Linked DNA regions of Mus musculus: region 1 is linked to region 2. Evidence: chromatin contacts called from public HiChIP or PLAC-seq data. All regions are on one chromosome and are shown on one strand. The core of a region is the stretch at or near the end of the contact, and the rest is flanking DNA. Distances in the headings are between cores, read along the strand shown.

What was found. HiChIP or PLAC-seq counts read pairs in DNA pulled down with a chosen protein or histone mark.
Region 1: a contact with region 2 is called in an H3K27ac HiChIP or PLAC-seq map of embryonic stem cells, with 9 times the contacts expected there. The contact joins the enhancer-like site here to the promoter of Etfbkmt in region 2. A contact is called at or near these places in 4 of 39 promoter capture datasets (the 3T3-L1 cell line, the C10 cell line, embryonic stem cells and 1 more), 1 of 15 datasets of contacts at CTCF or cohesin (large pre-B cells), 11 of 484 Hi-C or Micro-C datasets (the AML12 cell line, CD4 T cells, the G1E-ER4 cell line and 6 more), 17 of 115 datasets of contacts at active chromatin or transcription factors (the 230-238 cell line, the SCID.adh cell line, bone marrow-derived macrophages and 5 more) and 4 of 9 other capture datasets (adipose tissue, embryonic stem cells, liver and 1 more).

What each region holds. Positions count from the first base shown.
Region 1 is chr6:149,451,365-149,458,173 of GRCm38.p6, forward strand. The region is part of intron 1 of Bicd1 (BICD cargo adaptor 1); the gene reads left to right. Among named protein-coding and RNA genes, the nearest start is that of Bicd1, 46 kb to the left of the region's middle. Within about 2 kb of position 4,902, at least 12 of the 459 cell types and tissues checked have an H3K27ac peak or open chromatin away from gene starts, as enhancers often do. A contact at or near this core is called in embryonic stem cells, where this site is marked.
Region 2 is chr6:149,137,512-149,144,401 of GRCm38.p6, forward strand. Etfbkmt (electron transfer flavoprotein beta subunit lysine methyltransferase) reads left to right here and starts at 4,002. Exons shown (of 5, transcript NM_001252095.1): 1 at 4,002-4,193; 2 at 5,095-5,204; 3 at 6,523-6,890. The coding sequence starts at 6,639.

The DNA of each region.
Region 1 (6,809 bases), core at 3,652-6,151, 310 kb after region 2:
AAAGCATAATGGTAAAAGTTATTTAGCATAACTACAGTCATGCTTACACTTCAATAGCTAACTCAGGCAACTTTATACATTATGGTGCAATAACGGTACTTTCCTAGTCTTGCTTAGCTGTCAGTGATGTATAAGTCATGTGAATGCTAAAAGCCTGCAGAAGGATTGAGGGGGAAACCATTTCACCAACCTTGGGATCGAAAATAGTCTTTCAGCAGAGACTAGTTATTACAGGTGCTTCCATTATCACCTGGCATCTATGTCTCTGTGTGTAAATTTTCAAGTTCACTCTCTCCATGCCTGGGGCTCTAGATTGAATTTCACCTTTGCCTGGACTTTGACCTTCTACTCAGCTTATTTTGCTAACTCCCTTTCTAGAGAGGAAAGAGTAATCTTTTTTAAAGAGGATGCACAAAGTCATTTGTTTGCTTACACCTTCTTTTTAGAATGGTTTATACCTGATATACTGATGTTTGAGTTCAAACTCCACCAGTTTTTAGTTCTATCACCCTCAGCAAATAATGCATTTTCTGAGTCTCATATTTTTAAAAATTATTTATTATTACAAAATGGTGATGATGCTCAGTTTTTACAAGTTCAGATAACATTCATGAGTCTAATATGTAGTTAGCGTGTATGTTTGTCTGCATCATACTTGGTGTTTGGCAAAAAGAGATAACTACTATCTCTTTCCTGGACACATCCTACCTACTAGACCAGCTCACTCTGGACACTTTTCTTTTCTGGAAGCAAGCCCACCTTTCCTAGGCAGTTTTGGCTAATTTCTTAAGATAGGAACCACAGCAAGAAGGCTCTCTTCTAACACTTAATACTATCCCTTTCAATAACATTTTTATGATTCTCTGGGTTGTTAAGAGGTGTTAGCTTTAAAAAGCTAGGTGGTGTCAAGCTAAACTAGCTTTAGAAATCATATAGTTTTATACTTTGACAAATTTGGCTAAAATAAAACTAGCTACTCTGGGAGATTGTTTGTTACTTATTTAGGTTTTGAGACAGTCTTCCTATGTATTCCAGGCTGGCCTCAAATTTGCAGTCCTCTTGTCTCAGCCTCCTGAGGCACACCCCTGGCTTTCATTTATCTTGAAATTATAAGTATATATATATATATATATATATATATCTTTTAAAAATTGAGCCTTTGTACAGATTATTAGAAATTAGGTAGAAAATGTGAGTTTTTCAGTGTCAAGTTTATAGAAGAGCTATCTGATTCAAATTATTTTTGATCCTTGTAATGAAGTATAAAATGTGAATCATCTTGAAAACTGCTTTTGTATTTAGTATTTGTACTGGCTAGTTTTGTGTCAACTTGACACAGCTGGAGTTATCACAGAGAAAGGAGCTTCAGGTGAGGATGACTCCATGAGATCCAACTGTAAGGCATTTTCTCAATTAGTGATCAAGGGGGAAAGGCAGTAGCTGGAAGATAGATTATAACATCCAAAGATAACACTGCTTCAACCCAAACTTGATTTTTTTTTTTCTCCTTTTATGGAGTATCAAGCTTGGGTGCCACTGTAATTTTCTTCTTGGAAAAAATTATTCAAATGTATGTAGTTATCAGATATATTTACCTAAAGTGTCCTAAGAACTTACATATGTTTATATACTTTCTTGAAATAAATATTGATGGGATAAATGAATGTAAAATTTTCAGGAACTGTTTATTCCACAAGTCTTAACCAAAACTTCCAGAGACTATTTTCATATGAAAACAGAAAACAGAAGTCTAGTGTACTTATTCCCACAGAGCCTTCACATTCTGAACATATTTTAATCTTGTTTATGGCATAAATAAAAATGCATCATCACATTTCTTTTCTTTTGGTTGTTCTTTGTTTCCCCTATGACTTCACAGAAGTTCTTTGTTATGGACTTCACTGTAGTTTTCCTCATAGAAAAGTTATTTAAATATAGATCATTACCAGATAAATTTACCTAAAATTTCCTAAGAACTTGCATAGTTTTACATTACTTGAAATAAATATTGATTGGATAAGTGGATGTGATTCTTCAGGAATTATTTATTTCACAAATTATCTCAATACCAAGAGATCATTATCCCTTTGTTTGTCTTGAAAATATCTTTGCTTTCTATACCTTTAAATTTTTTTATACCTTTAAATTTTTAAATATTTTAAAATAAAATGTACAAGTGAATTTAATTTTTTATCTCCAATCTATTTTATGACAGGAACTAAATTAAATGTAAACTCTTGAATTGTATTTGCTAGTTAAATTTACTGTAAATTATGGTTTATTTTCTGAAATTATGGTTTATTTTCTTCTAATTTAATAACCAATTATATCATAAAAGTATCCTACCATTTGAAATCTGATGACTTACCATGTCTATCTATTCACATCTTTCCCTAGATTTTTTTTTCTGCTCCACTGATTTATTTATTGTAGAGTATCATATTTAACAATGATTCTGATAGAAAATTTTAAAATAGCAAAGATTTTATTTTTCTTGTTTTAAATATAATTATCTAGTTATTTTCAAAATTTTGTTTTAAAATTTTTTAATTATTATTTTATGAGTGTTTTGCCTGCATATATATATGTGCACCACATGTATTCCCGGTGCCTGCTGAAGTCAGAGAGGGAATTGGATATCTTGGGACTGGAGTTATAGACACTTATGAGCCACCATATGGGTGCTGGGAATCAAACACAGGTTCTTTTCAAGAGATGCTCTTAACCTTTGAGTCATCTCTCTAGTCCCCAGATTTTTGTTTTTGATATGTGAAATTATAAATCATGTTATTGAAAGTCTAAATGAAATAAAATCTGATTCAAAAATGTAGAATTTACTTTCACTTATCAAATCCCGTTTTTCCTTTTCTTTCTTTCTCTCTCTCTCTCTCTCTCTCTCTCTCTCTTTCTTTCTTTCTCTTTCCTTCTTTCCTGTTTTCTATGTATTTCCAGCTGGTCTAGAACTCACTATGTAGATCAGGCTGGCCTTGAACTCACATATATCTGTTTACCTGCTCTGTCAGATTAATGGCATGCACCACCATGTTGGGTCTTTTTTTTTTAATGAGTTTTATGCGTTTTTAAAATGTAGAACATATATATTACTATATATTATTATATATATAATGCTTAATGTATATACAAAGTGCTTGATATATAATGTATACTAATATATACAAAACATGTTATATATAACATATTAAGCATTTTGTATTTTTATGTCAATAGGACTGAAGAGTTTTATTTCTATATGTTATTAATATAATAAAATACATTTTTCTAACCTTTTACTTTACTGCATTTATTACATGAAATTGGACAAACTTTCTGTCATTAAGCTATATCCCTTCTCTAAGATGACCATTTGAAATACTGTATTTCTGTTTGGTGTCATGGAACTGATTAAGGAGACACAGAAGAGGTGAATTTTTTTAAAAGGAAGCAATACATTAACTGATTATAGATATTTGCATAGAACAATAGTTATTGAAAAGATTTATAGGGCTGGAGAGATGGCTCAGCGGTTAAGAGCACTGTCTGTTCTTCCAGAGCTCCTGAATTCAATTCCCAGCAACCACATGGTGGCTCACAACCATCTGTAATGGGATCTGATGCCCTCTTCTGGTGTGTCTGAGGACAGCTACAGTGTACTTATATATAATAAGTAAATAAATCTTTAAAAAAAGAAAAGATTTATAATGATGAAATATTTGGAAACAGCATAAAAACAAATCAAATGAAAGTATTTGAAGTTGTTAAAGATAACACTATATACATGTTTAGAATGTGTTTTAACTGAAAATTAGCTAGCAAGTCTTTTTATCTCAAGCTGGATTATTTTATATTCATATGATTTTGTGATTATAGACTGTTTTGTTTTATAACCATAAAGGAGAAATGAGAAGTTATTTCTACCAGTAAAAAAAAGCACAGTTACATCTCTTCAAATAAACTGTACTTTTCTTGGGGTAGCTGTAATTTTACGAACTTTGATCATTGCTTTAATTAGATGGAAGGATAGTTGAGGATAGTAGTCCCTTCAGAACCCACTGAATTCACCCATTCATAGTATACAGAGGTCAAATTGCATGTGGCAGTGATGAGAGAGACACAGCACAACATTACGGTGAGAGGGCATGAATGTACAAGAACAGAAAAAAAAAAAAAAGCCCTGGTCAGAGTTTCTTCTATTGGACTTCAGTTCTTGCTAACCCTGTGTCAGCTAAACAGACATGACCATGATTGTTACTAGGGCTAAGCTACAGTTTTAAGGAAAATGCTTAAAGTTTTATGGCCTGAATCGTATTTCCATCATAGAGTTGGCCTGCGTAGGCCTATTAAGATCTGAGAGCTTATTACATTTGACCCCCATTACATATTTTCATATATCATATTTTATTTTTTCTAACTTACCTCTAACTCTCAAAATTTATTAGTTTTGTTTTTGTTTGTTTGTTTGTTTGTTTGTTTGTTTCAAGACAGGGTTCCTCTGTGTAGCCCTGGCTGTCCTGGAACTCACTCTGTAGACCAGACTGTCCTCGAACTCAGAAATCCGCCTGCCTCTGCCTCCCAAGTGCTGGGATTAAAAGCATGCACCACCACTGCCCTGTTGCAGTATATCTCCTCCCAAATATGCCCAGGCAATGAAAACACAACACAGTTAATTTGATTACATACTGTGCGCCTAGATTGGGCAGATCTACTGCTATACTACCATCTTCCACGCTTATGAGACCCCTTAGAACTTGCAGTTTCTCCAAGCCATGTGTTTCTGCTCTGCTTTTCTTCATCTTCCTCCTCTGCATCCTCTCCCTTTTCCATTTTCTCCTTCTTCTCTCTCCCACCATCTGTTCCACTTTTCCTTTTATCTGCCCAATCATCAGCTCTCCTTTATTTTACAAATTAAGGTGGGAAGCAGGTTTACAGGGAATTACCTAAGTGCTGACTCATTCCTTGTTCACAACCCCTCACAGGAGAAGGGAATTAACATCAAATATAATTAGCCCCAGGGCTATACACAACACTGCCCAGCCAGTTTTAAAAAATATTTTTATTTTTTTGAAAATATCAAACTTGTATACAATGTATTTTTTTATCACATTTCTCAACCAGTCCTCCCCCTAATTTTTCCACTCTGGTTGTTATTCTGTCTCACACAGTTCATACCTGGGCAAGAATATTGATAACTTTTTTCAACTAGTAGCATGCAGAGCACTTTCTGGTACTATAAAAGCTAGCCGGCAGAAGGAAGCTTTGAGGTCAATAACAACTTGATGTGGTGCCTTCACCAATAGGGCCTCAAAGTTCTGTTGGGAAAAGAAATAGCCTGTATTATTTTGGGGTCTTTGGTATCAACTACTTGAGGGAAAATAGCCTACATCTGCCACTGGGCTTTATTTTGCAACATAAGCTCCGAGCATTATACTCTTTGTAAGGTAACTCAAATTAAGTTCTTTAATAATAGGATTCAGTATGCCCTTTTAAATTTCTCTAGCATTAGCTATCTCTCCCCTCACTACCTCTTTTAACAGAGGGGAGCTCCTTTTATTTTCTTTTCCCTTTCCACCTTTCTCTTAGACAGCGTATCATTATGTAGCCCTTGTTGATATGGGACTCGATATATAAACCAGGCTGATTATGAACTCACAAAGATCCATCTGCTTCTGCCTCCTGAGTGCTGAGATTAAAGGCCTACACCACCACACCTGACTTTTTTTTTTCTCCGTGTAAAGTAGGAAACATATGGAAAATATACAATATTAACTAAAAAGAACATTGTGTTTTCATAGTTTTGTAAAGGTCACCGAAACATAAATAAATCTGAAAGGATATACCTTTTTTAAAGGGCTCATTCCCCACAAAGAAGACACTTTGCTTAGCAGTTTTCTGTGTAAAGTTTTCTGTAGAGGGTTAAAAAGGCCTTGTGCACACAGATATTGATTAAACACACAGCTTATCTCTTCAATGAAATGAGGTGTGTAGCTGCTCTTCTTGGAATATCTAGGAATGATATAGTTTTACAACCCAGTGATCCTTTGTTGTCTGATGAGATAGACTCTGCCTGTATTTCCCAGAATGTGTTTTTACTTATCCTAGATCCTTTCCACCTAAGTCCTGAGCATTGCTTCTAGGCCATAAAACCATCCTTAAGTCCTGAGCATTGCTTCTAGGCCATAAAACCATCCTTCTGAGTGATATCACTTGTACTTTACAACAGCCTAAATGACTTTTATGTTATCTTAGGTCCTGGGCAATCTTAACACTCACAGGCATTACATTTATCACAGTTAAGCTCCCTAGAGCCTAAATCTTGGGCATTATCTTTGAGTAAATAGTACCCATTTTGTGAAAGAAGCCAGATACACTTTGTACAGAATCTCAATGTAAACATGTTTTAAATTGTGTACGTGGGATTGAGTTCATTATTATCAGAAAACCCCTTTTTCAAAATTGTGCTGTGCTTAAATATGGCTAAAGGAAAATGATCTGAGCCAGTCTCTAGAAGTGCTGATTACAACAAAATTGGACTAAGTTTCATTCTTGTCTTTTCTGTGAATCTTTTTCGCCTGGTCTGCTGTGAAGCCTGCAGGGAACCAAGAAGACATCTGCATGTCTTTGTGTTTTGTACCAAGCCTGGATGCTGCTTTTGCCAGAAACAATTCCAAGATCTTATTCATATTTTAAATACATTGCGAAATCAATTTCTAGATGAATTTCACATTACAAAGTAAAAGCTTTGTGTTATTGATATATTTATGATTCAGTATTAACTAAAGTTAAAACTGACAGAAAATTAGTGATTCCCTCTT
Region 2 (6,890 bases), core at 2,752-5,251:
AAACTTTGGTCTTATTTCAGGACTCTCGGGGAGGGGGTCAGGGTTTGCTAGATCTCTTTGTATTTCTTCTTAATATAGCCACACTGCTTTCTACCTTCTCTGCTTTATACTTTTAATTTGCCTTTTTAAATTGACTTATTGAGGATGGGTACCTGGACCTGACTTGGAGAACAAGATGTGACTCCACATGCCCCCAAGTTAGATACCAATAGGAGGCATAGTTTGGTAGAGAAATAATTGAATCAGGGGACAAGAGGCATGCACAATTAAGCATTCATGATGAAGGTGTGTTCTAGCTGATCACTGTCTCAGTCAACTCTTGAGGGAACAAGCTGGTTCTCCTGAGATGATTAATTCTGCTGTAGGGTAATGCCTCACAATCATGGATAATTGTCCCCACATGGATATAGCAGGCTCCCGAAGGCTCATGTTGCTTGGGGATAGTTTGAATCTCAGCTTATAAAGATGTTTATCAATCAGTCCTGCTGTTCATGGGGTCTAGATGACTCCAGACAAAGGGCAAAGGAAGCAACCAGAACCAGAAGGACAAGATTGAGTTATTTAGTCAGTGACCTTTGGCCTAGTGACTCACTCTGCCTGCTCTTATGGTGGGTTATTATGATTGGCCAGCAAAGCAGCAGTACCTTTTGAACTTATGGGTCGGCTAGTAATGCCACAGCTATTAATGTCACAGCTATTAACATCACGGGTAATTGTAGTGACAATGTCAGGACAGTTTGTGGTTTTTCTCAGAATTCAGTGTGGGGCAGGGTAAGGGAATTTTTCTGGGAACTGCTGTTGGGAGCTATTAAGACAACACAATTGTCCTGATCTCTGAATTGGGCCTCTCCTCCCAAGAAGAAAAGGGGGTCAAAAGCGGGCCACCTACGCACCGCTCCGAGAACAACCACAGATTGTTCCAGCCCTAAGTCAGTGCTGGATGTCCTGACCTCAAGATGTACCCTGATACTGCCAAAAGAAAAATTTCTGCTGCCCCATCCCTCCTGCTGAGGTACATTTCCGCTGCCCCATTTCTCCTGCTGAGAAGTACTTCCCTGTTACTCAGAATGTTTCCCTGTCGTTCTCTACACAAGGTTCTCATCTCTCTCTACCCCCCAATTTGGTTCTTAGGAGAAGGTCCCCTCAAGACCCTAGAATAACTGGACCTGCTGGACGGGTCAAACTGCTAATCTTGTTTTGGCAGCTGCAGGCTTAGTCTGGTCTTTTTGACAAAAAGATAGACTGAAAGCTACTCATTATGAACCAGTCAGCAGCTGGACTACGCTCCTCCATAGTCTTCCCTTTGGGCCAGACTGAGGGCTATATGATCTCCCCCACAACAACTTGTGTAATTGTAAGTGGCTTTTGTGTGCTTGTGTAACTTTTTTTCTTCTTATGTAATCGTCATCTCCGGGGCTTATTAACTGTCTGCTAATGTAGGCCTAGTCCTGGAAGCTTCTAGCCTCTCTGTACAATCTTATCTAGGCCTAGAATGTTTTCAGCCTCTGTCTTAAGGTTTCCATGGCTATAAAGAGACACCATGACCAAGGTAACTCTTATAAGGGACACCATTTAACCGGGGCTGGCTTACAGTTTAGTCATGGCAAGAAGCATGACAACAGGCAGGCAGTCATGGTGCTGGAGGAGGAACTGAGAGTTCTGACTAAAAGTTTGATAACCAGCAGAGAACTGTTTTTCAGGCAGCTAGAAGGAGAGTCTCAAAGCCCAGCCCCACAGTGACATACTTCCTTCAACAAGGTCACACCTCCTAATAGTGCCACTTCCTGAGCCAAGCATAGTCAAACCAACACAATCTCTGATACTTGCTGCTGAGTTTTCATCGCAGGAAGACGTTCCACCTTGCTGGCAGGATCAAAATTGAGTTTCTGTTTCCAGGCCCCAGGTCCCAACTCCTGTCCTTATTCAGATGTTTCATGTTTGTCTGTTAACCAGTAAAGAATGTTAAGAAGGGAAGATGCTGCTATCCTGTTATCTAAACTGAGGCACACAAGTCATAAGTGTGCTGCCTGTCTTGACTTAATTGACTACATGCTGCTTGCCCACTTCTTTATTCCTCTGTCACCCTAAATTTCAGGTCAGAGTCCAGGAGGTGACCTGGCTGCAAAGGCTGACTCAATGACCCTGAAATCAGGTGACCTGGATAAGGCCTAGTCATCAGTGTTAACCTCCTCATTTAATCCCTTGTGTCAAAATATGATTGGTCAATGCAACAGTCCTCCCATTATCAGAAAGGAGCATACCATTCATTCGAGGCAAAGGATAATACATTTGGGGCTGTTACTTGGTATAATGGTGGTGTTCTCCTTACAGGCTCTTAGAGATTTTAGTTATGAACAGCTGGGAAATCATTAAAAGGAAAGCACAGGGCCCTGGACTAAAGGTTTAGCTCTGGTAGAACTATATATCTATCATGAAAGGACAGGATGAGAGGGTAAGTTATAAGTACAGATCTATCTATCATCTATCTATCTATCTATCTGTCTGTCTGTCTGTCTGTCTGTCTAAGGCAAGGTTTCTTGGTCTAGCCTTGACTGTTCTGGAACTGGCACTATAGACCAGGCTGACTTTGAACTCACAGAGATCTACCTGCCTCTGCCTCCTGAGGGGTTAAAGGCATATGCCACCACTGCCAGTCTCCGATTTTTAAAAATTCCTCCAACCCTCCCAACCCCCCATTTTTGAGATAGGATCTCACTAGGTCTGGGACTTGCTATGTAGATCAGGTTGGCCCTTATCTTACAGAGCTTCACCTACCTATACTGGCTAAATTCTGGGATTTGAAGCACATGTCACTACATCTGGAACTTTAAATTTTTCATTTTTAATTATGTGTGTCTGGGTATGTCTTCGTACATGAGTACGAAGTACCCAAGTAGGCCAGAGATATCAGATCTCCTGGAGCTGGGATCACAGGAATTGTGAACCACCCTATATGGGTCTGAGAAGAGAACTCAGATCCTAGGCAAGCACTATACATGTTCAACCACTGAGCATTTCTCTGGCCGCTAAATACAGATTTCTAAAGTTTGTATTACATGTATGTATTCTGGTGTGTGTGTGTGTGTGTGTTGGGGGTGATAGTCAGAGGACAGTTCTTCTTTCCTTCTACCATGTAGGTCCTGAGAAACTCAGGTTGTTAGGCTTGGCAGTGGGCCTCTACTCATTGAGCCACCTAGATAGAGTCCAGGTTTTGTTTCCCTTCCCTTCCCTCCCCTCCCTTCTCCTCTCCTTCCCTCCCTTTTCCCTTTCCCTTTCCCTTTTTCCCTTTCCCTTTCCTTTTGAGACCGTGTCTCATCTATCCCAGGCTAACTTCTAACTTGCTGAGTATGACCTTGAACCATCCTCTCCTAAGTGCTAGAATTAGAGATGGATCCCAGGGTCTCATGCTATATAAACATTCATAATAACTGAGTTACATCCCCAAGCCCCAAATCAGATTTTGACCAGGCATCTGAAGAACATTTTTCAATTTGTAAATTTAGATACAGCAACATGGTTTGCCATTTTCTTAGTTTGGGATGTTTTTCTTTCTTGTACATCATAGCAGATTTTCGGTAATGAAGGTGAAATGGGTTAATTTTGAAGTCTTGAGTTGAGGGGCCAGTGGAAAATTTAGTCATTAGAAAGTTGGATATAATAGATCCTGAACCTACAGGCTGAAAACAGTCTTACGTGTGACTTTATAATTATGACACACCGCAACTGAATGTCATAAAACTTTACTTGCCACTCCAGGTTCATACTCTTAACAGTATGCTTGGCATACAGTGCTAGCAGCATAAGTCCAGCAAGAGGTTTTAGAAATCAGAATTCGCAGACATGGCTCACACGAGTTGTGCAATTGCGCTTCATTCAGGTCTATAGGGTCTGACCTGAGGAGTCGCCAGGTTAGGGCTTCGGCGTTCCCAGTTGCCTTGGGAACCGAGGGACATCCAAAACAAAACACAGTTCGAAAGAGGGCGGAGCCGGTGCGTAAGCCCTTCGGTCCGGGCGGCCCCGCGTTCCGCGTCTCATTGGTTCCAAATTTCGCCGCCTTCACGTACCCACTACGCTGTGTAGTTAGAGCCACGGGCTCAGTCTTCCTCTCCCGAAAAAGGAGACCTACCGTACTTGTTTTTTTTTTTCTCCTGCACGTGAAGGGCGAGTTCCACTTGCTGATCGAATAAAGTCAGGTAAGGCCACAAGGACTGCACTACCCTTTAAAGTAGACTCCTGTCCTTTGTTTTGGAGGAAAGTAACGTGGTCACAACATTGTTTGGAGTTTAACCTTTTTGTTTGCTTGGCACAGAGTCTCAGGTTGTAGTCTCTGGGCTGCAATGTAGCCTAGACTGTTTCGAGTTAGAGGCAGCCCTGCCTTACTTAGCTTCCCAAGTAATGAAATTAGAGAAATGCCCTGCACTGTTTGCTTGTTTACGTACTTTATCTGTGTGTGCACGTGCGCCTGTGGAGGCCAGAATGTGTCTCCAGAAGCTAAGACATTGGAATCTGTGGACCTGTAGAAGAAAAGCAGCTCTCTTAATACCCGAGCCTTCTTTCTAGGCGGTTGGTTAGTTGGTTGGTTCGGTTCGTTTATTCGTTCATCCATCCATCCGGTCTGTCTGTCTGTCTTTTTGTAAAGTAGTAGTACAGGGAGGCAGTCCTACAGTGGGCAGATAGGAAGAGGGGCCATGGATGGGTAATAAAGGTGGAAAACTTTAAAGATGGTTGGCTTTTCCTCACCCACCTGACCCAAGACCAAAAAAAAAAAAGCCTGGCAATTTAAAAAGCCTTGTAGCTTTTTCTCCTTCCCATGCTGATGGCCTGGTTCAAAAAGTTCAAAGCCAGATCAGGGCAGTTTTTCAACCATTTTCTCATTCTTCAAAGTGACTCACACTAAATTAGGGGAGGAAACCTCTTCAGAGACTTCAAAATCAAAAACAACCCGTCCCCCCAATTCTCAAGAAGGGACTATTTTCAGCTACCCTCTGCTTTGCCGAGGAGGGGCTTTTTCTCTGCGTTTGCTGCATGTGTGTGTTTCTTTACCCCAATAAAAGCATTTCTTCAACATCTGATTCTGTCTGCTTCTGTCTTCAGGTTTTGATATTTCTCCACTGCTACCTGTTGAGCTCAGAAGTTTTTAAACTCTTGGCAGAGAAAACTGAATCCAATCAAGAACCTTTAGACAGTAATGCCAGTTCAATCAGGTATTACCGAGTACACAGACAGGGCTGACTTGAATTCTTATCATTGTTTCCTTTTTCCATGGAGATCTGCCTGCCTCTGCCTCCCAAGTGCTCAGATTAAAGGCCAGGAGTTTACTATTGTGCCCAGCCTGATGTCATTCCAGTAACATAATTTGAGTACCTACCTAGATTGGCTTTATAACTTCATAACCAAACTGCCAGTGCTGGGAAGACATGGTATCCTAATACACAGTAATTCCCATATTACTCTGCTGTAAACCTTAAAGCTCATATGGTAGAGTGCTTGCCTTGAATGCATGAAGCCCTGGATCTGACCCAAGCAACAATAAACCTTGGAGGGAGGAGGAACACTACAAATTTGATGTCTGTTTGGTCTACATAGTGAATTCCATTGCAGCCTGGGCTATGGTATAAGTCTATATTTTATTTGATGGATATGCTTTGCCTGCATGTGTATAAACACACTGTGTGTGGTGTGTGTGTGTGTCTGCTGCCTGAAAAAAGCCAGAGGAGGGCACCAGATCCCCTGGAACTGAAGTTATGATTGTGAGCTGCGTGTGGATGCTAGGAACCGAACCTGGGTCCACTGCAAGAGCATCAGGTGCTCTTTAACTGCTGAGCCATTTCTTTACATGCAAGGCTATCCTAAGACCAAAACAAACAAAAAGATATACCTTATTTCATTTCATGAACATTGTTATAAAAATAGTATGCCTGTATATTTGTGATTATGAATTACTGAAAGGATTTCACAGGAAAAAAAAAAGTGGGCCTGGAGAGATGGCTCAGCGGTTAGGAGCACTCACTGCTCTTCCAGAGGTCCTGAGTTCAATTCCCAGCAACCACATGGTGACTCACAACCATCTGTAATAGGATCTGATACCCTCTAATGGTATATCTGAAGACAGTAACAGTACTCACATACATAAAATAAATACATCTTAAAAAAAAAAAAAAGCCAGGCAGTGGTGGTGCCTGCCTTTAATCCCAGCACTTGGGAGGCAGAGGCAGGTGGATTTCTGAGTTTGAGGCCAGCCTGGTCTCCAGAGTGAGTTCCAGGACAGCCAGGGCTATACAGAGAAACCCTGTCTCAAAAAAAAAAAAAAAAAAAGAAAAAGAAAAAAAAAAAAAAAAAAAAGAGCAATTAGATTTCTTTGCCCAAACTGGAAAGCCAAAGCTGTCCTCTGACATGAATTTGCACTTACTTCTGAGTTGTTAGTGCATATTATTATGTGGCTAGCTTATTTTTCTTGTTATGTGGAAGGATATGGACATGTTGGCTAGACTAAGAAATTTCAGTATTGTTTCTTTGTTGTAGAGATCCAGAAATTCCAGTGTCAATTAAGTGGAAAGATGGACCCTCATTCTATCTGCTTGGGAAACAGTCCTTATTAATAGCAACACTGACAGAACCTGAGGTTTGGAGATGTACTAATGGCTTTCAGCCTGTGTTGGAAAGCTCCCAGGAGCCCATGGAGTTTCCTGCAGGCTGTGAACAATGGGTCTCCCCTGTTTCTCTGGAGGACAGTGGGGAGCTGTTTGGATCCTAAGATGAAAGCCTACCTGGAAGAGAACACTGAAGTCACCAGCAGTGGTAGCCTTACCCCGGAAATCCAGTTACGGCTTTTAACCCCCAGGTGCAAGTTTTGGTGGGAAAGGGCTGACCTGTGGCCCTACAGTGATCCC